Linked DNA regions of Drosophila melanogaster: region 2 is linked to region 1. The links are chromatin contacts, called in public Hi-C maps. All regions are on one chromosome and are shown on one strand. The core of a region is the stretch at or near the end of the contact, and the rest is flanking DNA. Distances in the headings are between cores, read along the strand shown. Region 1 holds the start of CG44774. Region 2 holds the start of spoon (spoonbill).

Evidence for each region. Hi-C and Micro-C count contacts between places; a contact is called where the count stands out from the background.
Region 2: a Hi-C map of the Kc167 cell line shows a contact between it and region 1, with 2.3 times the contacts expected there. The contact joins the promoter of spoon here to the promoter of CG44774 in region 1. A contact is called at or near these places in 3 of 107 Hi-C or Micro-C datasets (the Kc167 cell line, the OSC cell line and the Sg4 cell line) and 1 of 6 datasets of contacts at active chromatin or transcription factors (the Kc167 cell line).

The regions. Positions count from the first base shown.
Region 1 is chrX:4,936,104-4,941,112 of dm6, reverse strand. CG44774 reads left to right here and starts at 3,008. Exons shown (of 4, transcript NM_001103410.3): 1 at 3,008-3,138. Ptp4E (Protein tyrosine phosphatase 4E) reads right to left here and starts at 1,985. Exons shown (of 12, transcript NM_080337.3): 1 at 1,913-1,985; 2 at 266-691. The coding sequence starts at 466.
Region 2 is chrX:5,417,841-5,422,849 of dm6, reverse strand. It overlaps spoon (spoonbill), which reads left to right and starts at 2,514. Exons shown (of 5, transcript NM_167034.2): 1 at 2,514-2,656. The coding sequence starts at 2,612. It overlaps Usp16-45 (Ubiquitin specific protease 16/45), which reads right to left and starts at 1,317. Exons shown (of 5, transcript NM_167037.2): 1 at 1,183-1,317; 2 at 1-270. The coding sequence starts at 228.

The sequences.
Region 1 (5,009 bases), core at 1,759-4,258:
GAATCAATAAAAACAGAAAAAAACATTTCAAAATAATTAGCAAATTGTCTGTGTTGCTGGCCAATCTATGAAATCTGCATTGTAATTAGTTAAAATATGAATATTTTTGACAACCCTGCGCCATCCATTAGGAGTCCTCAGAATTTTCCCAACGAATTTCCCCCAAATCATAGAGGTAACTAACTTTGCGGGTTTACCTGTCGCTTTATCTTTATCACTATGTTTTGTTGTTGTTTCTTTTCCTTCATTTTTTTTTCTCACTCACCTGAGCCAAAAAAATTGTCAAAATGCCAACAACAAGCCACACGAAATGTTTTTGTTGTTGTTGTGAATTTTGGTAGTAGTGGTGGTGGTTGTGGCGTTGTTTTTGTAATTGCTGCCGCTTTCGTCCATGTGTTTGTATTTGTATTTGTTGCTGCTGATGATGTGCCCGTAATTGTTGTTGTTTTCGCGTGGCACAGTCCATTTTCAAGTACAGTAAAACCCAATGATGGTCGAAGGTTTCGCAGATTGCTGGTTTTACTTTTCAAGCGGGGATGGGCGGTGTTTTGCGCTTATTGTTTTACACATGTATGTACGTTTGTATTGCATATACATTTCTGTTGGCCGTTACATGGTCATTTGTTTGTATTGCACACGCATATTACGTTTCCTCTATTACTTAATTAATATTGCACTTGTATTGCACTCTCTGTAACGGGAAACGGGAGAGCAATGATGAGCGCGATCGAGAGCGAGAGCGGCAGATGTGGGCCCATTGTAATTGTTGTTTTCTAATACGATTTCCATTAACAATCGCCGGCTAATGCACGAAAAATGATTTATGTCCAAGCGAATTTGTAACGGCACATGCGTGCGGGAGAAGAAGAAGCAGAAGCGAAAGCTGCAGGTGAAGAGCAACACTGATCGTGGAGGGGGAAGCGGCTGGCTATGGAAATGTGAGCCACGCACAAGTACAAGTGCGTGTGCATGAGCGCTGCAAGTGTGTGATTTGATGCAGACACACATGCATACATAATCACACTCACACGCATTTGTGGCTGTAACGGCGCTTCACTACAAGTACAGTGGGCCCTCCCTGCTATTGAACACGCGAGCATGTAAATCTAACGAGATTTAGAAGTTAATATATGAAATGTAAATTCAATGCAAACATATAACGAATTTGGTTAATATGCCCGACAAAGTTTCGATTAGCGAGTCTTCACTGTGGCATTACAGTTTGCTACCGTTGTTATTGTTGCTGCATTACGAAATATCCAGCAATTAACAGACAATTGTTGTTGCCGCCGCTTTTTGCACTTCATATTTGCACTACCACTAGCTGAGCAGGTGTGTGTGTAGGTGTATGTGTAAATTACAGGTACTAGGGTAATATAAATTACAATAGTAGGCGGTTAATGGTGATTGCATTAAATGCTAATTGCACGCATTTACTTTTACTCCACCCTTGCTCTCCCACTCGCTCTCTCTGCCACACACACACTCGGACACACTGATGCAATGACTAAATGCGGCGGCGCAACGGCGTCGACGTTGGCAGCGACGGCATGGACGAAAAAAAAACTAATTCACTTGACTGTTGCTCTTTTTCTTCTGCTTCCTCTCCTCTCCACCCTCTTCATCCGCTTCTTCTTGTTTTCGTTGCACACCAATTTAAAACAAACTAGTCACGTTTCGTTTTAAGCGGAAAACATAAAAACAGAATATAAACTTCTGGCGCGTCGGCGCATTTGTTTAAAAAAAAAGAAGTCACAAACAAAAAATTTAGGCTTTAGTAACCGTTATTATGCAGAAAATAAACTGACACTTTTATTGACCGACAACTTGTTACTGACAAGAAAAAAAATAAGAAAAATTGGTTGCGAAAAGGAATCGGCCACGACAAATTGAAGCGAATGACTGCACGCACTTTTCACCACTGTTCATCAATGAATTTCCACATTTTCTGCCTTTTTGGACGACCGTCGCTTAACGAATGAATATAAATACAATACAAAGGCGTGACCGCCGCGCAGTGCTGCCGAAAAACAGAAAAAAAAACCCAAAAATACTGAATAAATACCACATATTTTACACAACACAGGGTCACTCATAATTTATTTAAAATTGTTAAATTTCTTAAAGAATATATTGTTAATATTATATGACATGTTTTGCTCATGTTTGACCAAATTTGATGTTTCGTTGATTCGGAAAGCGAAATTTAATTCATGCAGTTGATATTCAACAAGTATTCGTGCAGTCACACTTTGCAATTTCAAAAATTGCAATTTGGTAATTATTTCCAATGGTATTATTATAACTTTGTCATTTTTATTACTAGTCTTCTAATAGAAAATACAATTTATTTTATATATTGATATATTTAGTAAATAAAATAATATTTTGAGCACTTGTTAAAAATGTATCCATGTTTTCATAATAAACAGAACACACCAACTCAAACAAATTTGAAAATATCTAAAATTCGTTTATATTTGCAGAGAAGGAAATACCAGGTAATAAGTGAATTAAACTGTTTTTACTGAACTTTTTACAAAAATTTTATAATTATTTTTTTATTTTTTTTTAGATATGCAATATGAAAATTATATCAAGCAAGCTTAAGAAAGTTATATGAGCACCGGCACTCAAGGCTCACAGCTCGTAGAGTAAGTAGCTATCTTATGGTATTATTATATACAGGTTCATTTTTATTTGGTTTTAAAATACATATATCTCTGTATATATAACAAGTTTTTTTTCGTAGAACCTCAGAATAATCTCGAAGTGGTTTTGTGTGGGGTTAGCTAAGACGTTTTGAGACCAAAAAATTTATTAAATTATATATCAACAAAATTTAAATTAAACGTATTCGTAAATTAAATAAAATGTAAAACAGGAGTATGACCAGCTAGCTGTATTCAGTATTTTTGTTAAATTTAATATATTTCTTTAATTCTGTTAGGTAGCTGTAGCGTTAACAGCACTAATCGATAAATTGCCGAAGCTGTTAGGAGCTAACATACAGTCACTAGCAGAACGTCAAGTTGATGTCAGTAGCAATCAAAAGTGAAAAGGAAGCGAAAAAGTGCATTTTAAACTGAAAATAAAGTGTGATAAATAACAGTTGTAAAATCGAGCGGCTCAACCAAGGTAAAGATTGCAAGTACTATTTGATTGTCACAACATATCATATATGTTAAATATGTAACATATTTAAGGAGCAACACAAGCAACATACAACTGTGGTGAATGTATCTGTGTAAATATTGCCTTGGTGTGCGTGCAGTCGGCTTCATTTTGTTTTGCTGTTGACCTTCGCAGATCGAAAATGAGTTTAAATCGAATTCGTAAAAAAAAAGCCGCTTGAACTCTTCCAATGTCAAAAGCAGCGTTCAGAAACTGCGGCAATTGTGCGAAAAACACCAGAAAATAACGCCATCAATAAGTAGCACACAATACATGCAAATGTGTTTTTTTTTCTTGTGTCTTTTGCGCGCGCTTTCTCTGCAAATGTATTACTTAACAGTCGCTCTCTACGTCCCCATATCTCTCTCTCTCTCTTTCTCGCTCTAGAAATATAAACTAAACATTTTCTGCCTTTTTACTTTCTTTTTCCGGCTTTTTCTTGTTTTTGCCTGGCTATTACGGCTCATCTGTGTGTGTGTGTGTGTATGTGTATGCAGATACCGTTATGAGAGCGAAACCTGTTTCACATTCTTATGAGAATTCCAATCAAAGTCTTTCACTTTCCGTAGCTTGTTAGGCGCAAATGAAAACAAGGTCAGCCGCTGTTAAATACGCATGTTTTTATACAATATCTATCCTCGCGTTTCCTCTGTTTTCACGCTCAATTTCGCTCGTTGTTGTTTTGCAAGTCGAAGAAGAGGAAGCGGCAGGCGTCGCTTGCACGCACACAAGCACACTCCCTTAAAATTCCATTTGCGGCGTGCATTTTTTTTTTGTGATTGCAATAACAACAACGAGCAGCGACCTAGTTTATTCCGGGGCCTTTTATGTTGCCTTAATTCGGCACGTAGACCGCCTTACAGGTGTGTGCCTGTGTGCATCTGTAAATGTAAAACATGGTGGGGCCACTTTATTTTTCGGCCACTTTCGCCGAATGATAACGTAAAAGAAGAAGAATGCAAGTGAAACAGCAACAACATAGAGCAGAAAACTTAGTGTTGTTAAGCACTGTGCAACAGGGCTACCACTTCCCATGCTATGCGTGCCTAGTCACGTATGAGATGAAAATAGTAGCAAAGGAGGATGGAGAAGAGCGACACAAAAGCGTGTGGGTGCTGTGCTGCAATAAAACCGCTATAAATAGATATGAGAAGCCGCAACAGCTGCGCGGCACGTTTTCAGCTTTATCTTTATCAGTCGCAGTTCAAACAAAGAATATCAACAAAAGAGCGTGTTATAATTGTTGCGCTTCATATTTGCATATCATATGTATTGCTTAATTCGCATTCATTCCCTGCCGGCATCGAACTTCTGCTTCTGTTATGAACAGTGGCGTATTGCGATATTATTTTCAACAATCTACCGTTTAGCTATTTATTTGTTTACTGATATATAGGCCAAATATACTGACTAATATAGGTTTGGAAAACATTCATTGGATATCCCTTTTGTAACGCTCCTGGTTGTAACAAACACTTTTTTCCTTCTCCCTTTTATACAACCGGAATTTTTCGCTGTTGCCTTTGCTGTGCGCATTCTCACGTACACACACGCACCGCACGCGTGCGAGCGAGACGGCAATGCTCAGCTGCTCGCGTTATCACTGCATTCTCCTTGTACACCATTTCGTACATGCGTCGGTTTTAGAGGTGGAGAAACATCGACGTTTAAACGATGATTTATCGAAAAACACCGATGTTTGTGATTTTTTGAAAATATCGATGTTTGGCATCGATGTGTCTCCACCACCTCTAGTCGATTTTCGTCAGTTTCATCAGTTGGCCCTTGGGGTTTCTTGCGTGCGCACGTGTTTTAGTTTTTCTCCTCCACTAACC
Region 2 (5,009 bases), core at 1,265-3,764, 480 kb before region 1:
CAGCTTCTGACATTGGCTGCACTCGTAGAGTAGACCCGTGGACTTCAGTAGACGCCTTAGTCGGGCCGCGTCCACCGCCTTCTTGATGTGCTGGCAGCTGGCGGTGGTGGGGGTGGCGCCATCCGACTGACCGGGCGAGCCGAGTCCTTTTCGATGATGCAGATCCTCATTGCCGGAATCCGTTGAGCAATCGTGGTCGCGACTGTCCGCCTGACGCTTCTTTACCATGGCAAGGTAGCTGCTTGGCCTTGGCCTCCTTGTGGGCGCGCTCTGGAAGGAATATGTAGCGTTCCAATCACAGATTCAAATCTTCGAATTGCTTCGAATGCAATCGTTATAGTCACAACCCTGCTGCTGCTCTTCCGATTCGGCTATCGATGTGTATAACTGGCAACGGGATTGAATTCGATTGGAACTCGCACCGACAGACTGACCCTATTGGCTTTGTTTGCTTTGTTGTCTTTCGTCACGTTTGGAACTGTGACCCAGGATTTGAGGTTAAGTTCGTCGCCCCGCTGCCAGCCAGCGAAATTGAGTGCCCCCGCTGTTTGACCACCCAAACATACATACATATATGTATTACCCTTTTTGCGATGATTTCTCGAAAATCCAAAGGACCCCGAACTCATACACGCACCCAACCAATCAAGCCCATACGCACGCACACATAGACACGAACTGTGATTACCCCCACACACATGCACAACAGGATCTGAGTAGTACCTTGAATTTACTCGCTGCGATATGCGTTGCACGTAAGCACACAACATATATGTTTTACAGCACTTTTATGCACTTTTTTTTATTCGTATATGCGTAAATAGAAAACGTGAACGACGTGACCAAGTGTGACCGTTGCTTATTTGGGTCGCAACTCCCGCGTGTGGTCAATTTCAAATTTTTAGGCTGTTGCTTCACCTCTCTGTTCGATGGCTTCCTCTTCTTCTGACCGCAATGGTATTCAAGTTTGGAACAACAACAATGTGCAAGTTCAAAGTCAGAAAATGACAAATAACCGAAAGGCACACAAAAAACAATCCTAAACATGTTTGCTTGCATGCCGAGACACGCACATACATCAATATTCATGTATAAACAAGCTTACAGTGTAGGAAATATAAAAAATTACAAAACTAGAACTGTGATTACCCACACACATGCACAACAAGATCTGCCTACTACCTTAAATTTACTCGCTGCGATATGTGTAGCACATGAGCACACAACATATATGTTTTATAGCACTTTTAGGCGCTTTTTATTCGTTTATGCGTAAATAGAAAACGTGAACGACGTGACCAAGTGTGACCGTTGCTTATTTTCGTCGCAAATCTCGCGTGTGGTCAATTTGAACCGTTGTCAGAAACTATAGGGTCTCGAAACATGTGCAAATAATTCATTTATATCATTCAACTTATGCTGCAAATAATTGCTATTATTATTATTTTAATTAATTATCCACACTGCTTATGTTCTTCGCTCAAACAGGAGGTAATTAAATCATTGAAGGGATTTCAAAAATCTATGTATGCATTCACTACTAACTAGCTTGGTCTTTTTTTTATTTTGCGCCGCTTTATAAATTTAAAAAAATATCATTTGGAATTACACACATCACTGTGTTAAATTAAAAAGAAGATTTTTAGTGATTGTTTTCTTTGAGATATTGAAGTCGCTATCTGCTCCTATATAAATATTATTTCGAAATTATCGATTTATAGTGCGCTATACTGACAAAAAATAGGCTGAAATTCGCATGAACAAGCATATTGTGGTAAGACAAAATGAAATCAGAACTTCCCAAGAACTACGTTGGAAAATTACAAATGCCCAAAAGTATTGCTCCACAAAATATCGTAACGAAATATCGCGAAATTTGCAACACTTTTGTGCACATTCGGTGGCAACGCCGCCTAAGAAAATACCTATTGCCCCAATCGATACCTATCGATGAGCGTGGGCAGCCCTGTTTGTGCATGTGCTGCCATTCGATTTGATAACCAGCACTCCGTGCACACGTTTTTCGGCTTTCTAGAAATAATTGGGCTGCGATTCAAACTGTGAAGTGATTTTTTCTATATTTTTTTTTTGTGTGCACAAAGGCTCTTGTAATTCGAGGATTTGGCCATCGCGAGTGCGGGTGATTAAGCAGGCAGCTCCGATTGCCAGAGTTTTGCGGATGCATGGCAACACTGCCGCACGCCGGCCATGTTATTGTGATTTGTAAAAGGTGGAACGTAGACACGTGTTTAATTCGTGCAGCACTTTAGCGTTGAGAAAACGACAGTAAATCGCCAGCAAATAAGCAAAAACAATACACAACTCGCGTGTGCAGTAGATAGCTTTGAAAGCACCCAAAGATAGTGAGCAAAATAAGTTACCCAAGCGGTTCACAAAGGTAAGAAATCGCAGCACGCGGAACATAACCTAGTACAAAAAAAGTGCGTGTGTGTGTTTGCCAAAACAGAGAGATGTGACGGAAAATGGTGTCATGTTCTGTTCTGTGTGGATTTGTTCCAATGTCCGTGTCTTGAGCTCTATTCGCACCTCTTTCCCGGTACCATAGCCAACGTTTTAACTACCTTTTTTTTGTCAACTTTTTGTTAAGTGTATGACTCTGCCTTGCCGCTGTTGTTGTTGTTCCGGCAAAGTGACAGTAAGTGGTTATGGAAAAAATTTGGAGTTCAATTCGGCGATTACACAATGACAGCACTCACACACACACACACCCACAATCGCACGCATACACATGCCGAGCATAAGTGCGTCTGTGTGTGTTACAGCTTTCACCGTTAATGTTCGGTTTTTTTACGCCTGAAAGAGAACAAAGGCGAAAAGGAGCTGCCACTCCCACAAAGAAAACATTGCGTCTATGCATACATACATATGTATACACATATAAAGTAGTATATCCCCCGATTATACAATCCCCGCCCATTTTTGGCCACCATATGATCGGAAACCACGTTGCCAAGATTATAACAATGTGGACTTTTTCGGCTAGCTGGCAATGTTGTTGCACCTGATTTGTTGTTGTTTTGGTGCTCTCTTCTGGCTTGCCTCTCTGTGTCGCTCATTCTCGCTTGTTCGGGGGAATTTCAAATTTTTAGGCTGTTGCTTCACCTCCCCGTTCGACGGCTTCCTCTTCTTTTGGCCGCACTGGTATTCGAGTTTGGAGCAACAACAATGTGCAAGTTCAAAGTCAGAAAATAACAAATAACCGAAAGGCACACAAAAAACATGCCTAAACATGTTTGTTTGCATGCCGAGACACGCAGACACATCAATATTCATGTATAAACAAGCTTACAGTGTAGGAAATACAAAAAAAAAATAACAAAAACTAGAAGACCATTGCGAAGTTGTTGTGCCCTTATCTTACATTTTGTCGTTTTAATTCAAGAGTTGATACGAATACGTGTAAAACTACACTTCTCCCTGCTCTTATGCATATCCATTTATTAAGAATTTTAGGCAAAATGTGGCAAGCTTTGTCAACAAGTTTTAATACTCTAAGCAAAGGGTATAAAACGTAATCTGAAAAATTCCCGTCACCCGGTTTCGACGATTAGGAAATGCCACAGCTGTCTGGCCAGTTGCCCTTCCATGGCCATTTTATAGCACCCCACTAGGCCCCTTATCCCCCACCCCCTGCATGCTCCCATCAACCGTTGATCTGTCGCTATATGTACATTTATACATATACATATGCATATACATATACATATGTACATACATACAATGTATGTTTGTGTTTCAGTTGCTTGTCGATTGAGCTTATCATCTGACCACTGTGTAACAGGAGGACCTTTGGGCCCTAACAAAGTGACGATATTGTGGATGGGGGGAAGCGGGAGTATAGTGGGTAAATCGGTTCTATAGTGAGTAACTTAAAAGTACTAAAGATCTCATGGCTTTAAACTACTGTTCGGCATGACTTGCACTTTTCGGGCCCCGGAAATTTTGACCAAATTCGAAGGAGCGTCTTACAATCCATTTGAATGGATTTTGATTAACGGTTTTCGGATTTCTTTGTTCTAATGAGCTCGCCACTCTCTTTTCTTCTCTCCGGCTTTCTGTCTCGTTTCCGCTTGGTGGGATGAGTGTGTGTGTGGGTGGAAAGGGGCGCTAAATAAAAACTTGCCACCACGCATCCTCTCTTTTTTCGCGGGTTGGTGGGGGTATGCCGATGCGGAAGAGCGGATGGAGTGAAGAGCGGAGAATCGGTGCCGAAATAAAAAAAATAATACAAATAAAAAGCCAGAGGAATTGGCAATTAGAAGGCGTGCAAAGTAGTTTCCCTTCATATATCGAGCAGTCGATATCTCGAATCTCTCGAACAATTTCGCCGGCATATCGAAACCCAACAAAAAAAGAAAGAAAATAAACAAAAGCATAGAAGAAACTCCAAAAAATAAGCCGAAGCGAATTGATGCCATAAAACGACATAAAATACAAACGAAACCGGAAGAAGCAACGAATTCAGTTTTATCCTAGTGGTAATACAAAAACACACATTTATTTTGTGAATAGGTGATGAATTTCTGGCAAAGCTGTTGTTTTCGTAACTTTTAGTTTTGTTTTGTAATGATTTCGTAACATTTGCCATTGCCATACGTAAACGTAACGGTTTCTTCTTGCGCCTCTCTTCCGTTCTTCGCCGACGCTCTTTTGCGTTCTTGCGCACGCGCTCTTTGCATGCGATCTATCGCTCCATCTCTCTCGCTCTCTCCCGTTGCGTTTTTCCCTTCCGCGTGGCATTCAAAAATCGCTTTGCACCTTTTTCGTCGTTCTCTCTCGTTGTCTCTCTCTCTCTCGGCATTTGTGTTGTTGTCTATATTTACGTATTTATTTGTTGCTATTAATACGCAAAAGTTCAGAAAGGAAAAAACCAAAATCAAACACACTGGCAAACACACACACACACACGCACACTTATGCAGACGAGCACATGCAGGCGGGTCTCGTGACTTGCAAAACCAATTCGAAACCTTTAAATAGGTTTTTTC